Regions from separate parts of the Mus musculus genome. Here all the other regions are linked to region 1. The links are chromatin contacts, called in public ChIA-PET and Hi-C maps. All regions are on one chromosome and are shown on one strand. Each heading gives the region's core, a stretch centred on a gene start, on an enhancer-like site or on the middle of the called end of the contact. The rest is flanking DNA. Distances are from core to core; before and after follow the strand shown.

Evidence for each region. Hi-C and Micro-C count contacts between places; a contact is called where the count stands out from the background. ChIA-PET counts read pairs in DNA pulled down with a chosen protein or histone mark.
Region 2: a Hi-C map of B cells shows a contact between it and region 1, with 20 read pairs. The contact joins the enhancer-like site here to the promoter of Nit2 in region 1. A contact is called at or near these places in 8 of 39 promoter capture datasets (the C10 cell line, the HPC-7 cell line, cranial neural crest and 5 more), 3 of 484 Hi-C or Micro-C datasets (B cells, embryonic stem cells and myocytes), 7 of 115 datasets of contacts at active chromatin or transcription factors (bone marrow-derived macrophages, embryonic stem cells, epiblast stem cells and 2 more) and 4 of 9 other capture datasets (adipose tissue, embryonic stem cells, embryonic tail and 1 more).
Region 3: an RNA polymerase II ChIA-PET map of memory CD8 T cells shows a contact between it and region 1, with 6 read pairs. The contact joins the enhancer-like site here to the promoter of Nit2 in region 1. A contact is called at or near these places in 1 of 484 Hi-C or Micro-C datasets (CD8 T cells), 3 of 115 datasets of contacts at active chromatin or transcription factors (effector CD8 T cells, embryonic stem cells and memory CD8 T cells) and 2 of 9 other capture datasets (adipose tissue and liver).
Region 4: a Hi-C map of embryonic stem cells shows a contact between it and region 1, with 4 times the contacts expected there. The contact joins the enhancer-like site here to the promoter of Nit2 in region 1. A contact is called at or near these places in 6 of 484 Hi-C or Micro-C datasets (embryonic stem cells and granulosa cells) and 1 of 9 other capture datasets (adipose tissue).

The regions. Positions count from the first base shown.
Region 1 is chr16:57,165,981-57,168,688 of GRCm38.p6, reverse strand. Nit2 (nitrilase family, member 2) reads left to right here and starts at 1,357. Exons shown (of 10, transcript NM_023175.1): 1 at 1,357-1,408; 2 at 2,473-2,591. The coding sequence starts at 1,402. Gm16892 (a long non-coding RNA gene) reads right to left here and starts at 1,320. Exons shown (of 2, transcript XR_003951893.1): 1 at 1,219-1,320.
Region 2 is chr16:57,576,324-57,579,031 of GRCm38.p6, reverse strand. The region is part of intron 1 of Cmss1 (cms small ribosomal subunit 1); the gene reads left to right. Among named protein-coding and RNA genes, the nearest start is that of Cmss1, 29 kb to the left of the region's middle. Within about 2 kb of position 1,316, at least 7 of the 459 cell types and tissues checked have an H3K27ac peak or open chromatin away from gene starts, as enhancers often do. A contact at or near this core is called in B cells and embryonic stem cells, where this site is marked.
Region 3 is chr16:57,469,963-57,472,670 of GRCm38.p6, reverse strand. All of the region lies in intron 1 of Cmss1 (cms small ribosomal subunit 1), which reads left to right. All of the region lies in intron 1 of Filip1l (filamin A interacting protein 1-like), which reads right to left. Among named protein-coding and RNA genes, the nearest start is that of Filip1l, 120 kb to the right of the region's middle. Within about 2 kb of position 1,345, at least 91 of the 459 cell types and tissues checked have an H3K27ac peak or open chromatin away from gene starts, as enhancers often do. A contact at or near this core is called in CD8 T cells, effector CD8 T cells and memory CD8 T cells, where this site is marked.
Region 4 is chr16:56,901,412-56,904,119 of GRCm38.p6, reverse strand. No RefSeq gene overlaps it. Among named protein-coding and RNA genes, the nearest start is that of Tmem45a, 17 kb to the right of the region's middle. Within about 2 kb of position 1,304, at least 5 of the 459 cell types and tissues checked have an H3K27ac peak or open chromatin away from gene starts, as enhancers often do. A contact at or near this core is called in embryonic stem cells, where this site is marked.

The DNA of each region.
Region 1 (2,708 bases), core at 108-2,607:
TTCTGTGACCTTTCCCCCCTCTTTCTACTAGAGCTGTCAATAGATCTGTCACCTTAGACCTGGCTTTGTCTTCAGTAGTTGCCATGGCTACCAGGCCACTGCAGTTTCTAATGCAAGATGAAGATGGGGTAAATATGTTAACCCTGGAAGACATAAGGCCATACTGCAACCCATCCCCACACCTTCCTCCAGCGCATACATTCTTTGTTCACCCCGCTTCCCCAGTGTTCTCAGGTTCTTGGAAGAAACAATTCTGTGATCCCCTCAGGACGATGTAGGTGCTTAGATCCAAACCCAGGTCCTTTGCAAGAGCACCAAGTGCTCTTAACCACGGAGCCATCTCTCCAGCCCTGCTTTGTCCTTTTCAAACTGCTGTTTATGGTTCTCTCTCTCTCCCTCTCTCTGTCTCTCTGTTTGGCTCTCTCTGTCTCTCCCAAAGTTTGTGAAAAGCTCAGCCCCACTGAAGACAGCTGACTAAAATTTCTTTTGGGGATCTGATCTGCAGGCTTTCTTTCCTCTTGTCAAGCTCTCTAATCCCCTTGGCTCCGTGCTCTGCAAATGTGACAAGGTATAGACTTTAACTTGCAAGCACTGCAAAGCTTAGAAAGCAATGTCACTAGCTGGGTGTGTTGCTACAGGACTCAATCCCTGCACTCAGGAGTGGGAGCAGGAGGATTAGACGTCAAGGTGAGCCTTAGCTACATAGCAAGTTAAAGTGCAGCCTAGGCTACAAGAGACCCTGTCTGAAAACCGGAAAAGCTCAAAACAAAAATAAATATTTACATAAATGATAATGAATAAAAATTAAATAATAAATACAAAGGTCAAATCGTAGAATACTGCTTAGCACCAACTCTATCTCTTTCCCCAGCCCAGTTAGGAGCAAGGTTCTGAAGTCCTGCTAGCCTAAAACAACCAGGTGCACTTCCTCAAGCCAGTCAGCATGGAGCATCGTTACCCTGGCCACTGCCATGATCTAACCTGAAATTTATGTCCTTTGTGCCACAAGTAGGACCTTTCTACCCCAGACCATTTATGGCACACTACCATAACGTAGGCTTCTCTTTTTTGACTTTGCTTTTGAAGGCCCTATATAAAGAATTTGTAATTATCACTTCTTGGTGTATGCAACCGCAAAGGGTGAGCCATTTTTAGTACGGTGCCCAGGCAAGAATGTAGACTGGTACTGAATGTGCACAAAGTCGGAGGCTTACTCACCTACATTACAGCACAGCACAAAACAAAACAGTAAAATCCTCAAAGCTCATCGAGGCTCCGCCCCTCGACCCAGCCCTTGACCACGCCCCTTCTGCGCGCGCGGCTCGGCCCCGCCTTCTGCACGCTGCGGAGGAGATTGACTGGCAGGAGTCCCTGTGGCCTGCGGTGCACCGTGGAAGAGCCATGTCTAGTAAGTGGCTCGTGGTCTGGTTGTCCAGCTCCCAGCGGGAGCGGGGTCCTCCGTGCGGCGGTGCAGATGAGCCGGCTGGGTCCTTGCGTCCCCCGGTCAGCCATGCCGGTGGCTCTTGTCACCGGTGTCCGCGGCGCGGCGAAGCCCAGGGGCGGCTGGCCGTGCGAGCACAGGCCTCCGCGCGGGGCGTCCTGTGCTGTCGGAGCTGGTCAGCTTGCGGGTTGGGTGGTGGTGTCCAACTCGTGGCTCTGACTTCCTCGCCTCACAAAGCGGTGGATAATCACACCTCACTCCGCAGTTCCTCGTCTGTAAAAGTTTATAGTTGCACTGTCCTGGCATATTCATGTAAATGTTGTTCCCGTAATAGGCCCGTCACTCGAGGTGTTTTCGTGCCCTCCGCCCCGACTTGTTCATCTTCAAAATCATTAATCGCTTTCCGGAGAAGGGGAAGCAACAAGTCTTGCACACGGAGGACCCCAGTGGAGGGGTTTTCCTGCGTAAGCCTGCAGAGGGCGCTTTTGCACCGGCCCCTAACCTGGGTCGGGACCTTGTCCATATTGGGTGGCTTTTGGAAGAAGCTAGAAACAAAACTATAGTTTTATTATCCTTTCCTGCCTCAGGAGCAGAGGCAGTCTAACTTCCTAGGGTTAGGGGAGATATTAGTGAGTTTCTGTGATACTCTGGTGACAGCTCAAGGTCTGTTAACCTGAAAATAATGCCAGGTTTTGGTTTCATTTGTTTTTATACAGATTCTGGCACTGTTCAATTAAGAGGTGTTAGGGGCTAAATGCCTTTTTTTTTTTTTTCTCTCTCATCATATTTAGGATAAGCCAAGGAATGAGCGATCATAGTTTTTATACTTTTAAGGAGAGCTTCGGCCTTCTTCAGAAGCCAGGTTTTGTCAGTGTTGTCGATATACCCCTTTAGATTGCCAGTAGTTGGGTCAATCAAAAACCATGTTCAAATACTGCCTGATATCCTGTTTGAGAATCCTGGCCCTGGGTGAACTTAGTGGGCAGATCTGATGACTTTTTTTTTTTTTTTTTTTTTTCTTTTTTCCCCAGCTTTCCGCCTGGCCCTCATACAGCTTCAAGTTTCTTCCATTAAATCAGATAACCTTACCCGGGCTTGTAGCCTAGTGCGGGAGGCAGCAAAGCAAGGTGCCAACATAGTTTCTCTGCCTGTAAGTATCAGGGCAGCCTGCCCATTCTTCAGGAGCTGTGGATCCACCACAGTACTGCGTGCTGGCAGTGGTCCTCTTATGTCCCACCTCCAGCAATGCCTTTTGGAACCCTAATAT
Region 2 (2,708 bases), core at 67-2,566, 410 kb before region 1:
CGCTCTTCCTAGCCTACTACTCAGTTCAGTGCAGCCCCCTCCATCTCCAGCGAATTGGAAGTATTATATAATTTTCTACTTGTAAGTGTTGTGTGGAACTCATTCCTTGTTCCATTTCCTCAATACGTTATCAAGGGATGAGTGTTATACTACACAGTGTTGACGAGGATCCACACAGTATGTTTTGTCATGATCAGTATATATCCATGCATACATTGCTCACTTGTATCCATGTAATGCTTGGAAGAAAAGATACCACATGTGAAGAGATTGTTTGTTACTAAGTCACATGAGTAACTTGTCTGGTAGTAAACCCACCTGCACCTATTCGGAGAATGTAGGTTCTGTGAGTCTTTAAGGCCTATGTTCATACATTGTGTTTTTACTTAAACATGACTAGCCTATATAAAAAATATAACAAAACAGTCTAGGTGTGCTGGCACATGCCTGTAACCCCAGTACTGAAGCAAGAAGGTCAGTTCAAGGTCATCCCCAGCTATTAATACAGAATGTGTTTTAGGCCAGATATGAAACCTTGTCTCAACAAGCGAACAAAACAACACACACCCTGTACCACCATGCCCAGGTTTATTTCACATGACTCCTCAGAGGTAATCATGCAGAATCATTTGCTAAGACCTCTTCCCTCCTTCGCCTTCCAATCTGAGTAATACTTTAAATAGAAATTTTAAAATGAGGCTGTAGTTAAAGAGAATTTCCCTGCGATGGCTGACTGATGCCCAAAGTTAGCCAGGAGTGAATCCTTATGATAGCCTGTTGTCCTGATGAAATGTCAATGAATTTGTCAATTCTGCATAGGAACAGTTTTAATTCATTATCAAATTATTACAGTACTCAGAGGTGTTAGACAGTTCTCTCAGTGGACTCTGAAGATTCTTTGGGATGCCTGCTTCTCTGATGTATTTGACTACTTTTAGCTAAAAGTACTTCTTAGCTTTGATAGTTTAAAGGGTCTCTCAGAAAGGAAAGGGCTTGGTGTTTAATCTAAATAAAAATCAACTTAACAGCACTTTTGTTTTGGGAACTTTATTAGCAAGTCACTTGTCTGTCTTATGTTTGCTGGGTTTTGTTTCTTTAGACTGCACTCTCAAGAGTGTGTTCTGGACCCAGAAAGAATAGGGATAAATTCAGGACTTGGGATTTGGGGAAGAAATGGAGCTTGTTGGTATCGGGCCACCTGCCACAGATCACTTAAAGATTTAGTTATTTGTACTTTACTAGTTATGAGACTGGGAACATCCCACCTAATAAATACTAAACCTCATTTTTCATTACACCCTCTAGAGGGCAAACTAGTCTCACTTCCTGGGGCAAGTATAAAATAATCCAAGAGTAGGGGCAACACTTGCCAGTAGCAATATACAGATTTCTATAGCTGTGAAATTCTAACTTCAGGCTGCAAACCAAGCAGATTATTAGATTGTAGCTTAGGATAGATTCTTGTTTTTAGAGAGTCCAGTTTGATTCCATTTGGGGACAGGGGTGGGGTGGGGAACAATGTTAACATTAGGAGAATCTCATAAGGATGTCTTGGCTTTAACTTAGTTACATACAGATCGTAAGAAGGTTGCTGTGGTTGGGAAAGTACTAAGGTGGCAGAATGCTTGGCTTGAGTATAAGAGGCCCCAGTTCAATGTCCTATACCACTAATGCCACAAAGGGAGAAAAGAAAAGCATGTTTGATTCCTCTATTTTTGCTACATGTGGTTTGTCCAATTATATTTTCTCTTGGCACTTCAAAATAAAGAATGAAATTCTTAGAACATAAGAATGTAGAAATAACAGAAATTAATGTAACTGAAGCAAATAAAGTCCTTTCATTTAATATGTCTAAAGACCTACTTTATATATACTCAGTATGAAAGAAGCTGTAAAATAGTTTTCAATTTAGAGTTATTTGAATAAATAAAAACATCACAGAATCTTTGATTATAATGGTTTGAAAATAAAAATACCCTTCTAGAAGGAAACAAACTAGTCATAGGAGGCAGAGGCTGGGAGGGAACTGAAGAGGAGAGAGGAGCGGGGGAGGGGAATGAGAGGCAGGATCAGGTTTGGGAGAGAAGTCCAGAGGGCGGGGAGAATGAATGGAAATCTGCACCTGGGGTGGGAAAGGAGAATCTCTAGAAGGTCCCCAAGACCTTGGATAGGAGAGGCTCCCATAAGTCAATGCTGGTGATCTTAGCGGAGATGCTTAACAATGGGGATATGGAACCTGAAGAAGCCACCTCCTGTAGCTAGGTAGGACCCTCAGTGGCAGAAATTCAGACCCACCCACAAAACTCGACTCAGAACTTGTCCCAACTAAAAGAAATGCAGGGATGGAGCAGAGACCAATGGAAAGGCCAACCAATAACCGACCCAACTTGAAACCCATCCCATGGGCAAGCACCAATCCCTGACATTATTAATGATACTCTGTTTTGCTTGCAGACAGGAGCCTAGCATAACAGTCCTCTGAGAGGCTCTACCCAGCAGCAGAAAAACAGATTCAGGGACCCACAGCCAAACATTAGATAGAGATCAGGGATACTTCTGGAAGACTTGGAGGAGGGATTGAACCCCACATGAAGACCTACAGAGAGTCAACAAACCTAGACCCCTGGAAGCTCTCAGAATCTTAGTCACCAACTAAAGAGCAGACACAGGATGGAGCAAGGGCCCCTCTACCCCCAGCCCCCATCTCC
Region 3 (2,708 bases), core at 96-2,595, 300 kb before region 1:
TTCTCCTCCCAGGACAAGAGCAGCAGATTTCTCTCCGAATTGTTTTCAGAGGCAGACTGGATAAGTGAACTTTATTTTAATAGTCCTCAGTTTGAAAGTTGAACTCACTCCTGATTGCTTGTGAGTATTGGACAATATGAGTATTTCCATTGGATAACATAGAAGGGGCAGTTTATCACAGAAGGCCTGGTCACTTTTATCCTGGCTGAGTCGGTGCCAGTACACACAGATTCTGCTGTCACACCTTGGCTGATTCATTGTGGTGTGAAGCTGCAGTTTTTAGGGCCCGTGGGAGGATGTTCCTTTGAAACTTTCCTGAAGCCTGCTTTCACCTTGTTGACTTTGAAGCTCTCATTACAAACAGGTTGGAGAGAAAGTTACAATTGGGATATAATTCAAATACATTCAGTTTAATTTCAACTGAAAATGGTGCTTTAGCTGCTCTGAAATGAGCTAATCTGTATGGGTGAAGTGAACGGCAAGGAGACGGACAGTGAGCATGTAGGCACTCTCTTTCCCACCCCTTGGCATGAACCCTGGTGCTGGTTACACCCAGATCGATTCATCTCTACCACTTCTTAACTCTGAAAACAAGGGTGCATTGTTTGGTGTTTTGCAATGGTAGAACCAGGGAATAATTACCATACTAACCGGCTTGCTCAGACAAGTCCAAGGAGATAAGAAAAGCAATAAATAATTGCAATCAATAATACTGTGCCTACTGATGTTCCAGCCATTGTGCCCAAACCTTAGCTGATCTAGGAGAAGCTAAGCGAGAGCCTTATTGAGAGCCTTATTCACAGCCTTCTATGTTCTGTGCTTCTCCGCCCCCTGTGAAGGGCATTTCTGTCTCCAACAAATCCATGAGCAACTCTTGGTTGGGGGAAATATTCTAGATATTGGAAATGCAGCGGAGACCAAAAGAGAAAGTCCCAAGTACCATGCATTCTAGTATAGGAGTTTAACTAAAAGCCAATTTATGTGATACTTCATGTGATAATAAATGCTACGGGGGAAAAATGGAAGTAACAAGATAAAATGACTACAGTATTGAGATACTTGGAGAAAGAAATATTTCTGTTTTAGAAAAAATGGCTAGCAAGAAGCTGATGTAGTAGAATCTGAAATGAATACATATATATGTATTACTATATGTCAGTTACACACACACACATTATATATTCATTCCCAGAACATACCAAAAATATATTCTCACTCATATGTTGTGAGCTTCAGAAAGCCAAAATGGACTAATGCTGTCTATTTACTCTCTTTGGGGAGCAGACAAATGGCAGTACAGTACCTGACTTCATATGTCTAACAGCTCTCTAAGTGTGTGCTGATGCAAATCTACTTAAAGAGAGCAACAGGAAACTGTGGTCTAGGTAGCTTGTTCCTGCTTGTCTATAAATACACATAAAAAGAAACTGCATTTTACAATTGGATGACATTTGATATTCAATGAACCTCCTTTTAAAAACAACTTTAAGATCTTTTGGGATGTATAAACTTTGGGTCTGTCTAGTTTCAGTGTGTGATGCTTCTAATATTTGTAAGGCTTTCATTCAAAATTATTAAACTATGTCTATAACAAACAGACCCTGTAAACTTAGACGCAGTAACCCTGTGAGACAACTGTGCGAGACTGCAAGCAGGACTTATGCTCTACCCAACTTCCAAAAATCACCGTTCAAGTCAGTGGTTTTTCTGTAAGAACCTTGAAGATTGTACATTATCGTCTTCTACTTTACATCATTTGTATGAAAATGTTTGCCATAGTTTTTTATTCTGTTTAACTCTGGATAATGCCACTGCTCCCTTTTTCTTGGCCACTTCTTCATCAGTTTTATTTCAGCAGTTTGAATATGATGTGCGTTTGTTGTTACCAATTCCACTCGCAGTACACTAGCTCTACACTTTAGGAAACGTTTGACGGTGATTCGTCTTTCTTCTGTCCTGTTTGCACTCCTCTTCAGCAGTTCTTTTCCTGTTCCCCAGTCTTCTCTCCCTGTGGCTCACGAGCCCATGATGAAGTCCACGGAGAAGAGTTTAGTAAGTTGGCTTGAACTGCTCTGTGATGGCCGCTGTCGTGAGTCCAGTTCTCTTACTCTCTCCTCTCAGTGTCTCTGACCAAGTCCTTAAATACAGCACAGTGGTCTTACCTGCTAGTAGTTCCTTCTCAGTCTAGCTCACGGTTGCAGGAGCCCACAGGGAAGGTGTTAGGTTTGCCTCGCTGTGTAGGAAAGTCCCTAAGCTGCAATGTTTTTACAGTATTTTTATTTTGATGTTTATAGATTAGGGTGGTGTTCGTAAATAATTTTTTAGAGTGAAAATTTTAAGTAAGTGTCTTTATTGTTTTTTAAAGTAAAGCAGAATTTCCAAATGTTCTTGTCACTGAATCACATATCAAATCCAAGATAACTAGAATTTGAAAAGACTTTAAAATTCAGCTTTTTAAATTTTTTGCTCTCATGCTTTTATTCAGATTAACCAAGAGTGGGTAATTTATAAAGAAAAGAGGTTTATTTTGGCTAAATATTCTGGAAGCCAAAGAACATGGTGCCAAAATTGGCCTCTGGTGATGGCTTCATGCTGTCTCTTATCTTGGTGCAGACTACGAAAAGGAAGTAATTATAAGAAGAATCCCAAGACAACCAAAAGAATGTGCAGGGTTCACTTTAGAACAAGCCAATCTCACTATAACCCAG
Region 4 (2,708 bases), core at 55-2,554, 260 kb after region 1:
GTGACTGGATACAAAAATTACTCAAAGAAATTAGTAGTCCTCCTTTATACAAATGATAAACTGGCCAAGAAAGAAATTAGGGGAACAAAACCCTTTACAATAACCATGAATAATACAAAATTTCTTGGCATAACTCTAACCAAGGATGTGAAAGACCTGTATGACAAGAACTCAAGTCCTTGTAGAAAGAAATTAAAGAAGATATCAGAAGATGGAAAAATTTCTCATTCTCATGGATAGGTAGGATTAACATAGTAAAAATGGCCATCTTACCAAAAGCAATCTACAGATTCAATGCAATCCCAAACTTCCAACACAATTTTTTATAGACCTAGAAAGAGCAATTCTCAACTTCATATGGAAGAACAAAAAAACCCAGGATAGTCGAAATATTTCTGAACCAGAAAAGAACTTCAGGCAGAATCACCATCCCTGACCTCAAGTTGTACTACAAAGCAATAATGATAAAAGCTGCATGGTACTGGTACGGAAACAGACATATTGATCAATGGAATCAAAGACCCAGAAATAAACTCACAGACCTATGGACACTTGATTTCTGATTTAAAAAAAAAAAAAGAGGGGCTGGAGAGATGGCTCAGCGGTTAAGAGCACTGACTGCTCTTCTGAAGGTCCTGAGTTCAAATCCCAGCAACCACATGATGGCTCACAACCATCCGTAATGAGATCTGGCATTTCTGGAGTGTCTGAAGACAGCTACAGTGTACTTACATATAATAAATAAATAAATCTTAAAAAAAAAAAAAAAGAGTCAAAAACCATACAGTGGAAAAAAAGAAAGTATCTTCAGGAAATGGTCCTGGTCAAACTGGATGTCTACATGTAGAAAAATAAAAATGGATCCATATTATCACCCTGCAGAAAACTCAAATCCAAGTGGTTGAAGGACCTCAACATAAAACCAGATACACTAAGTCTCATAGAAGAGGAAGTAGGAAATACATGTGAACATAGTGGTACAGGAGACAAATTCTTGAACAGAACACCAATGGCTTAGGCTCTAAGATCTACAATTGAAAATTGGGACCTCATAAAACTGCAAAGCTTCTGTAAGGCAAAGGATACTGTCAATAAGACAAAATGGCAGCCTGCAAATTGGGAAAGAATCTTCACCAACCCTACATCTGACAGAGGGCTAATATCTAAAATGTATAGAGAACTCAAGAAGGTAAGCACCAACAACCAAATAACCCAATTAAAAAATGGGACACAGAGCTAAACAGAGAATTCTCAACAAAGGAATCTCCAATAGCCTAGAAGCACTTAAAGAAATGTTGAAATTCTTTAGTCATTGCTGCAGACCCTCTGGGTTCCTTTGTCTTCATGGAACGGGTCTCTGGGGCAGATGGCAAGGCATGGTGAGTGACAGACAGACCAACATGCGAGATTATGTAGAATCTGAATGTATTTTGTCAGGTCGAGCATCAAACTTTTTATACCGAAGAAATAACAAGAAACCAGGCAAAATACAATCCACCAAGTTACAGTGACGCAATACAAAAGGAATGTATACATCAAAAGAAGGTGGGGACCAGGCTGCTGCCGCAAAGAAGGGAGCCAGGTGTAAACTCGTCTATTGTTAAACCCACCACCAGGGGTTCTGCACTAGCAGACCTTTTCATGAATACTGCAATACCCCAACCCCCATATTTCCTGGGTCTACAGAAGAATTTACCAACATGCTTCTAATGTGAAGCTTGCTATACCTAGCTGTAGAGAAGATCTCTGTCTCAGTGGAATTTCCTAGCTCTATTATGGTATTCCCTTGTTTGAGTGAGATTTGCTACTGTCCTTGGTAAATATTTTGCCGACCAGCTCTGAACTACTGGCTCCATCTTTTGTAATGCTTAATTAGTTACTGAATAGGTAACTTCCTTTCTGCATTCCTGCTGGATTTCAAGCTTGTAGGCTTCTGGGACCTTGGAACACTGGGGAGACTTAACTATAACAGAATTTAATCTTAAAAGGCATTTATAATAAAATATTAAAAGAGTTCTCGTAGTTCCATACACCAGACTAACACGGGAATAGGGTATGTGTATATGGGTAAATGAGAACGCCAAAGCTCCAGGAGGTGAGTTTCCATGAAACTCTTTTCCTCATAAGTGCTTACAGACTTTTCAGCCTGTCAAGCAGACTTGACCGGAGGGCATGGCAACTCATCAGGGAAATGCAAATCAAAACAATTCTGAGAGTCTATCTTACACCCATTAGAATGGTAAGGATCAAAAATTCAAGTGATAGCATATGCTGGCAAGGATGTAGAACAGGGGAACACCCCTCCATTGCTGGTGGAAGTGCAAACTTGTGCAATCACTTTGGGAATCAATTTGGCAATTTCTTAGAAAACTAGGAATAGTTCTACCTCAAGGCCTAGCTATACCACCCATGCTCAATTGACCCAAGAGATGCTCTATCATCCCACAAGGACCTTTGCTCAACTATGTACATAGTAGTTTTATTTAACTTAAAACTTATCCAGAAACTGGAAACAACTCAGATGTCCCTCAACTGAAGAATGGATAAAGAAAATTTGGTACATCTGCACAATGGAATACTACTCTGCTGGAAAAACAAAGACATTATGAATTTTTCAGGGTGGAATTTGAGAATATCATCCCGAGTTAGGTCATCCAGTCCCAAAAGGACATGCACAGTATTCACGTATAAATGGATACTTACCATAA